Linked DNA regions of Mus musculus: region 2 is linked to region 1. The links are chromatin contacts, called in public Micro-C maps. All regions are on one chromosome and are shown on one strand. Each heading gives the region's core, a stretch centred on a gene start, on an enhancer-like site or on the middle of the called end of the contact. The rest is flanking DNA. Distances are from core to core; before and after follow the strand shown. Region 1 overlaps Ebf2 (early B cell factor 2). Region 2 has its middle 55 kb from the start of Gm24981.

Region 1 (3,500 bases), core at 669-3,168:
TAACGAATGCACCACTAGAAATGCCATTCACACTCTTCGGCCCCCTCAGACCCTCCCTCCAGAACAGGGGTACAATGGTCACTTTCAGGGCAGCAGGGATCCTAAGGGGTCCTCTGAAGTCTCCTTACTCAGGACACTATCCTGTCTTCCATATCAACAGGTGACTTAAAGATTTAGGGTATACTGTTTTTCGAATCAGTTGATATTCTCTCTCCTGGAGGGATGATCCAGTAAGAAACATTAGGCGAATACCCAACTGAACCTTCAACACCCCCCCACTTCACACACCACTAACCTTCACCACACACACACACACACACACACACACACACACACCAGTAACAAGAAAGGATGCCCAGTAGAGTGCATATTAATAATTAATAAACTATTTAAAATCTACAAAGCAACTATTTAATATATTCAACTTGTATATACATAGGCCTATGATTGAGCCATGAAAAACTGCCATTTCTGGATATCAAAAATGGTCACATGAAGGCTGGCAAGATGACTCAGTGTAAGGGGCCTGCTGACTTGAGATTAACACGGGAGGAGACTCAACTCCTGAAAGTTGTCCTCTGATTCCTCTATATGTGGCATGGAATCTATGTGCACGTGTGTGTGTGTGTGTGTGTGTGTGTGTGTGTGTGCGCACACACGCACACACAGACACATAAAATAAATTTAACAAAATGGCCAGAAGAAAATTCTGTCTGTTTTAACCTAATGATACAGTGTAAATAGTTTCCATCCTTTGTGTTACTGAATAATTTGAAAACACGGCATTCCAGTCCTAGTCTGGTGACAGGTGTTGTGGTTCCGTTTGAGCCATTTACCTACTATGACTCTTTGAGTGGGTCATTAATCAACTCCCCATCTCTTATAAGGGAAAGTGGTGGTCGTAATTATTGTTATACGGGTGCCACAAAGTGGTTGAGGGGATCTGATTAGGCTCTAGATTGTTCTTTAACCTGTAGAGAGGAAGACGTGAATCACTGTCAGAATCACCGTGAAGCAAGCATGGTTGCGCGCGCGCTCTCTCTCTCATGCCACCATGCTCCTTGTGGGGTCTGTTAGAGGGAGAGCCTCATTGTCACACAAGGTACCTCATTCTTGACCAAGTGTGTGACAAACCCACCCTGGTCTCAGCAGCTAAACTGTCTATGTTTCTTTGGCGTTCTCTAACACGGTCATACTGATAGACACAGAGCACAGAGAACAGCCTTTGCAATAGCATTTTGTAACTGGGAAACCAGAGCGCATCACATAGAATGGCCTCGATGCCCAGACTTAGGTTTATGAAGTTATTCTAAATGCATTTCCCCCCTAGCCTCGCTTTCCCATTGGCTTGCATATTACACATTCCTATGGTCCATTGGATGATCATTCTACCACATACTTTTGGAAAAAGAAGTTTTGTGGTTTTCTTCTTTTGTTTTCTAAGTGGAGTAAAAACAAACCAATAAACAATAATGTATACTCTGCTCCAGTGAGTCTAGGCCATGTCACACACACACACACACACACACACACACACACACACACACACACGACACATGGTAGCTACAGACAGAAAGGGCCTGCGCTGCACTCAGCTCCTTGGTCCTGAATCCCCACCACACTGGGTAATACTGACTTAAAAGCATAGCTCAGAAATATTTTGGGATTGTGTGGGCCCAGGAACCAAGGTTCTGAAGGCAGTGAGAAATAGCCCCCAAGGCCTGTCACTTGAGCCATGGCTGACAGGGCTGTGTGCTGCCCTTGATGTGTCCTTGTTTCTGGCACGAGGGAGTCACTCTGGGTAAAGAGAAGGGCAGGGGCAGGACTTGTAACAACAGCCAACATTTCAAGAGCTCTCTGCTCCATCCTTTGGCTCCCCATGTCAGCATGGCCCCTGGCCTCAAGTATTCCCTAAGCAGGTTTGAAAAACACACTCTTTCAGGCTCCAGGGACCATTGTGCAAGCTCCCAACTTAGCTCCCAGAGCGACCCAAATCGGTTTTTCACAACTTCTCAAGCCATTGACTTTGCTGCTATAGATTAAGGCTAAGAGGCTCTGTCTAAATCCAGCATGCTGCTATACACAGTCAACTTCCATCTCTCTGGAGGTGCTTAATGGCAGACAGAGCCATGTTACAATATCAAGCAGAGCACGACACAGATGTCCTGTTTAGGGTCCCACCTCTCCCAGAGGAACTGAAGGCTGGAAATGCTTGCCAGGGAAAGGGCAGTAATATTCCTCAGTGGTGTAACCGCCGACGAGTCACCCTTGGTCAACTAAACCACCCTCTTCCAAGCAAGCTACTCAAAGTAACTGCAATGGTGCACAACGAGAGACTCACAAGGAAGAAGGGCTTTGGTGGGAGGGGGAGGGGATAAGAGGAGATAGTGGGGTGGGGGTATGATCAAAGTGGATTATATGTAAGAAACTATGAAAGAAAATAACAAATTAAGACATGACAGAGGAGTGGGAGGCCACCAGTTCTGTGTCTGCTACCACCTGATAAACTCTAGCTGTGTAATAGAGGGTGGCTAGGCTAGTTACGGCACCAAACTTCTTTGCCCATAATATGCAGCTAAAATGAAATAAACCAAAAAAAATTTTTAAAAAAAGGAAGAAAGAAAGAAATAGTGCATGTGAGAATGCCCGCTGAATCAGGTGCACACTGTTAGCTGAAATGAAATGTCCACTCCTCCCCCCACATACACAAGCCACATGTACCTTATACAAGGGAATGGGTTTGCTTCCTATCCTCCCCCAGGAGGACACCAACTGGGAAGTTTAAGTTCAGCCATGAGAAAAGAACAAAAGGCAGAAAGGACCTTTCATCAGGCAATGAGACTATCTCCCATGCGTTCATACCATCTGGGAATACAGCTATCTCCTAAAAGGCTGAGGGCTGAAACCTTTGCGGGGGAGGCGTACAGTGCCAGATGGATGGCAAAGGTCACTTACTTCCATATGGGGAGCCCGTGGGTGAGCCATTCAGAAATCCCGGGGATCCTGGCACACCCAGGTTGGCCATAGGAACATTGCTGTAGCCGTTCATGCTGTTGCTGGAGGTGCTGTAATTAGATTGCTGAGGCGTGGAGCTGGAGGAGTATCCCCGCGGGGAGATGCTGCTTGTGTTGCGGATGTATCCTTGACAACAGAAGAAACAGGCCAGGTAAACAAAGCAGTACCCACCACCGTCCAAATGTGGATTGCGCTCGTCCACACCCACCCCAGATTGTCAGGTTACCGGGGCCATGCACCAGTGGGAAGTGAAGCTCCCTTGCGGCACTTTATTTTTCATTGATATGTAGTCACTGTCCACCCGTTATTTGTTTTTGTTTGTTTGTTGTTTGTTTTGTTTTGTTTTTTAATGCATGCAATGGGCAATGATCACACTGGGGTGACTGGCACATCTACCCCCTCAAGTATCTAATCCCTTCCTGGTTTTGGGAACAGTCACAAATTTCTGTTGCCTATTTGGAATTTATGATGAACTATTGTCAACT
Region 2 (3,500 bases), core at 580-3,079, 210 kb before region 1:
CCATTTCATAGACGACAAGCTGAGGCCTGGAGGCCTTAAGTGTCCACTTCAAGATTAGGTGGTATTGTGGTCAGGATTGTACAATGCTCTGCAGATATACTGAAATCATTAAACTATACGCCCACAGCAAGCAAATTTTGTGCTGTGTGAATTAATATCTTGATAAGCTACTAAAATCAAAATACAACAGAAAGCTAAGGCTGGGAAGGCAGGATGTGGTACGGTGGGAAATTTCAGATCTAACTGATCTGGACTCTGGATTCAGTTTCTCAGGATGTAATAACCAAACACCACACGCTGGGCGTCTTCCACTGATGATGTTTGTGTTCGTGTGTTCTGGAGGCTGTGAGTCTGATACCAGGCTGCTGCCAGCGGGGCTGTTTTCTTTGGCGGCCTTAGGATTTGGCTTGTAGGTGGTCACCTTCCCTTCCTGGTCTTCATGTGGCCATCATGTCTGTGTCCTCATGGTTTTTTTAAGAAGGATACCACTCAAGTGGGACCAGGTTCCTCCAGCCTTTTTTCAATTTTAGCCCACCTTTTCTCACTCAATGTAATTAGGTTATGAGTTACTGAGAGCTCAAGCTTTGGAGAGACATATTTTAGTCCATGATAACCTACAAAAATTATGCTCATTTGCCTTTTTAGTCAATAGAAGACCACTATTATGTTTTTTAAAATCCAGTGTTAAACATTTATGGTTATAATATTATATATACATGTATATTATATCATATATATCATATATATGATATATATAATACAATATGTAATATATCACATAGTATGTGATATATTATATATACTATAAATACCATGATATGATAATAGTAACCATATATATAATATCATATATAGATGATACAATATCAATATCTTATATATGACATCACTATCATTATATATGATAAATATATGATATTTATTCTGGATTTATTAGTGTAGGACCGTCTTTCAGTTTTTGAAACAGGGACCTGTGTAACCTAGGCTGGCCTTGAACCTGCTTTGGAGTGGAGGATGACTTCCAACCCCTGATCCTCCCCTCCCAAGCCCCGGGATTAGACGAGTGCACCACCTCACCCAGTTTTATGTTTTGCCCTAGCAGAAGAGAACTGAGCACATTCTGATTTCTACAGATAAGCATTTGCAAATGGTAATGATTTAAAATAAATAGCTCATCATGCAATCTCTGGATACTCCTCAAATACACTGATGCAGAGCCCAAAAGAGAAAAAGTTGAGTTAAAAAACAATGAAGATGAATTACAAACTAATAACTTTAATATCTGTTAGTCATCTTTATCACTAAGTGATAAGTGAAATAAGAAAGCACCCAAGATGTGTAATATATACGATTGTGGTTGCAGATGTAATGCAATCTCCACTCTTGTCATAGCTTTCCTGATTGTTGCAAATGGACTCGGGCTTGTGCTGAGAGAGGGGGCGTCTGTTTGCTTGTGGAGGGTGGCTTCTCTTCCCAGGTTTTGCTGTGGCTTTTCTTCTGAGTCAGAGAGCAGCCAGTTCACGCAGAAGGAACACACACATGCTGTGTTACCCGAGGGGCTGTACAGAGGACAGAGTTTGCAAGATGTCCAGACAGCACAGGTTAGCTTATTGGCATTCTGATATGTTCAGTTTTGACATCTGAGACATCTGATAGTCCATTTAACTTTCCGGGGCAGGCAAACCTCAGTTTTAGAGATACTTGACCTGGATGCCTGTGGACTCCCATACAATCAGCCCATCAGGGCTTCACAGTCTGAAGCTGCCTGTAGTGTGTCCTAGACTCACCACAGTGCCATGTGGTCTGTGTCATTGACATCTGACCACTGGTGACCAACCTGACCACTGGCCTTGTTTGGGTTGATCAGAGCAAGAAACCCAGACACGAGCCCATTGAATGAAAGCCCAGTGTGTTCTTAAGGAAAATTCCAGGATAATTGGATCTAAATGCTTCCTCCTGTTAACTAACCCTTAGACTTCAAGGACACAGGAGAGCCCCTGTTATCTCTTTACAAATCAGCCACAGATCTTAGAAAGAATTGACTGTCACTCAAGACTGCCCTTAAGTCTGCTTCCTCCCTCAATTACGGAAGCCTTTGCAGAGCCGAGGCCAAATGAGTCTATAAAAAGGACTTATTTACCACTTGGCACTTACCCGCCAGCACTGTGTACTCTCTCTCTGTTTCTCTGGTTCACATTTATTCTCTCCACACCCTGTTTTCCCATCTTTTAAACCAATTAGGGAACTGTAGGTTTGGCCCAAGTACCACAAAAGCTGTTCTTTTTGAGCACTGAATTTTTCAGTCAACAAGGAGAGGCCAGCCAAGATCCCTTTATCTCAAAGACAAACAAAAGCAGCTAATGAGGGAGGTGGGAGGGCTGGAGGTGGTGCATTCTGGAAGCTTTACTCATTCTTTGGAGGAGATAGCATGATTTTATGCAAATTGGGATTCTATGCACTGGATCGGCTCAGCCAAGAATCTTGCTAACTTACAGCTCTGCCCCACTGGATGGCAACAGAGAGCTATCTATGCCTTGGTCTCTGTAGTTGGAATATCTTTCCCTCTTGCTGAAGGGGAATGAATCTTTCTAGTGGAACAATACTAAGAATTTTGCCCAAGAAGAACTGATTCTTGCCTCAGTTCTCCTTTTGCAAAGTTAGCCTATGTTTCATATTCAACATGCTTGTATTTTTTTAATTTATTTATCAGGACAATGAGCTTGACACATATGACTGGTGCATTGAATTCATAGGTTCCACATCCTCATATCCAGCCAGCAGAAGATTGGGACTATTAAAAAAAATCTGTATATATGCTCAACACATACAGATTTTTTTTTTACCTTGTCATCTTTGCCTAAAGAGCATGGGACCATAGCTACTTGCATAACATTTCCATTGTGTTGGTAGGTGTTAGAAATAATCTGGAGATGCGTTACTCTACATGAAGGTTGCACAGAGGTGATGCACAGATGCTACACCATTTTATAGAGGAATTTCAGCATCAACAGATTTGGGTGTTTGGGTGTCCAGGGATCAGTTTCTGTGGATACCAAAGGATGACAGCACTGTATTGTGTTTCCCAAGAAAACCACAAAGCCAAATTTCCTCTTCTTTCTTTTAATGATATGTATTGCTTTGAAAATACCCCACCCCCACCCTCAGTAGCTGCACTAGCTGGGTATGAAATTGAAGGCAACAGTAAGACTTGGCTTTGGTCAGATTTCATGCTGAGTCTCCCACTCGGAGCAAGTCACTGACTGGTCTGAGCAACCAGAGGAGAGCATGATGTTGATGGGGCTGGGCAGTGGAAGGGAGGAACAGCGGTGCTCACGTGGCTTTCCACACAATGGGAGAAGAAACCTGCCATATCCACTCAACACCATAGCCTGGGAAAGCTGGTGCTCTCCAGGACTCAGCAGTTGACACTGTTTAAAAGTTCAAACGATTGGTGAGGAGATATGGAGCAAAGAAGAGAGACCAGGAAACGGGACTTCTGT

Evidence for each region. A called contact is a pair of places that touch in the nucleus more often than the background predicts.
Region 2: a contact with region 1 is called in a Micro-C map of brown adipocytes, with 5 times the contacts expected there. The contact joins two enhancer-like sites. A contact is called at or near these places in 2 of 484 Hi-C or Micro-C datasets (brown adipocytes and embryonic stem cells) and 1 of 115 datasets of contacts at active chromatin or transcription factors (fibro-adipogenic progenitors).

The regions. Positions count from the first base shown.
Region 1 is chr14:67,414,004-67,417,503 of GRCm38.p6, reverse strand. It overlaps Ebf2 (early B cell factor 2), which reads right to left. Exons shown (of 16, transcript NM_001360202.1): 14 at 2,956-3,141. Among named protein-coding and RNA genes, the nearest start is that of Gm10860, 17 kb to the left of the region's middle. Within about 2 kb of position 1,918, at least 12 of the 459 cell types and tissues checked have an H3K27ac peak or open chromatin away from gene starts, as enhancers often do. A contact at or near this core is called in brown adipocytes, where this site is marked.
Region 2 is chr14:67,619,985-67,623,484 of GRCm38.p6, reverse strand. No RefSeq gene overlaps it. Among named protein-coding and RNA genes, the nearest start is that of Gm24981, 55 kb to the right of the region's middle. Within about 2 kb of position 1,829, at least 28 of the 459 cell types and tissues checked have an H3K27ac peak or open chromatin away from gene starts, as enhancers often do. A contact at or near this core is called in brown adipocytes, where this site is marked.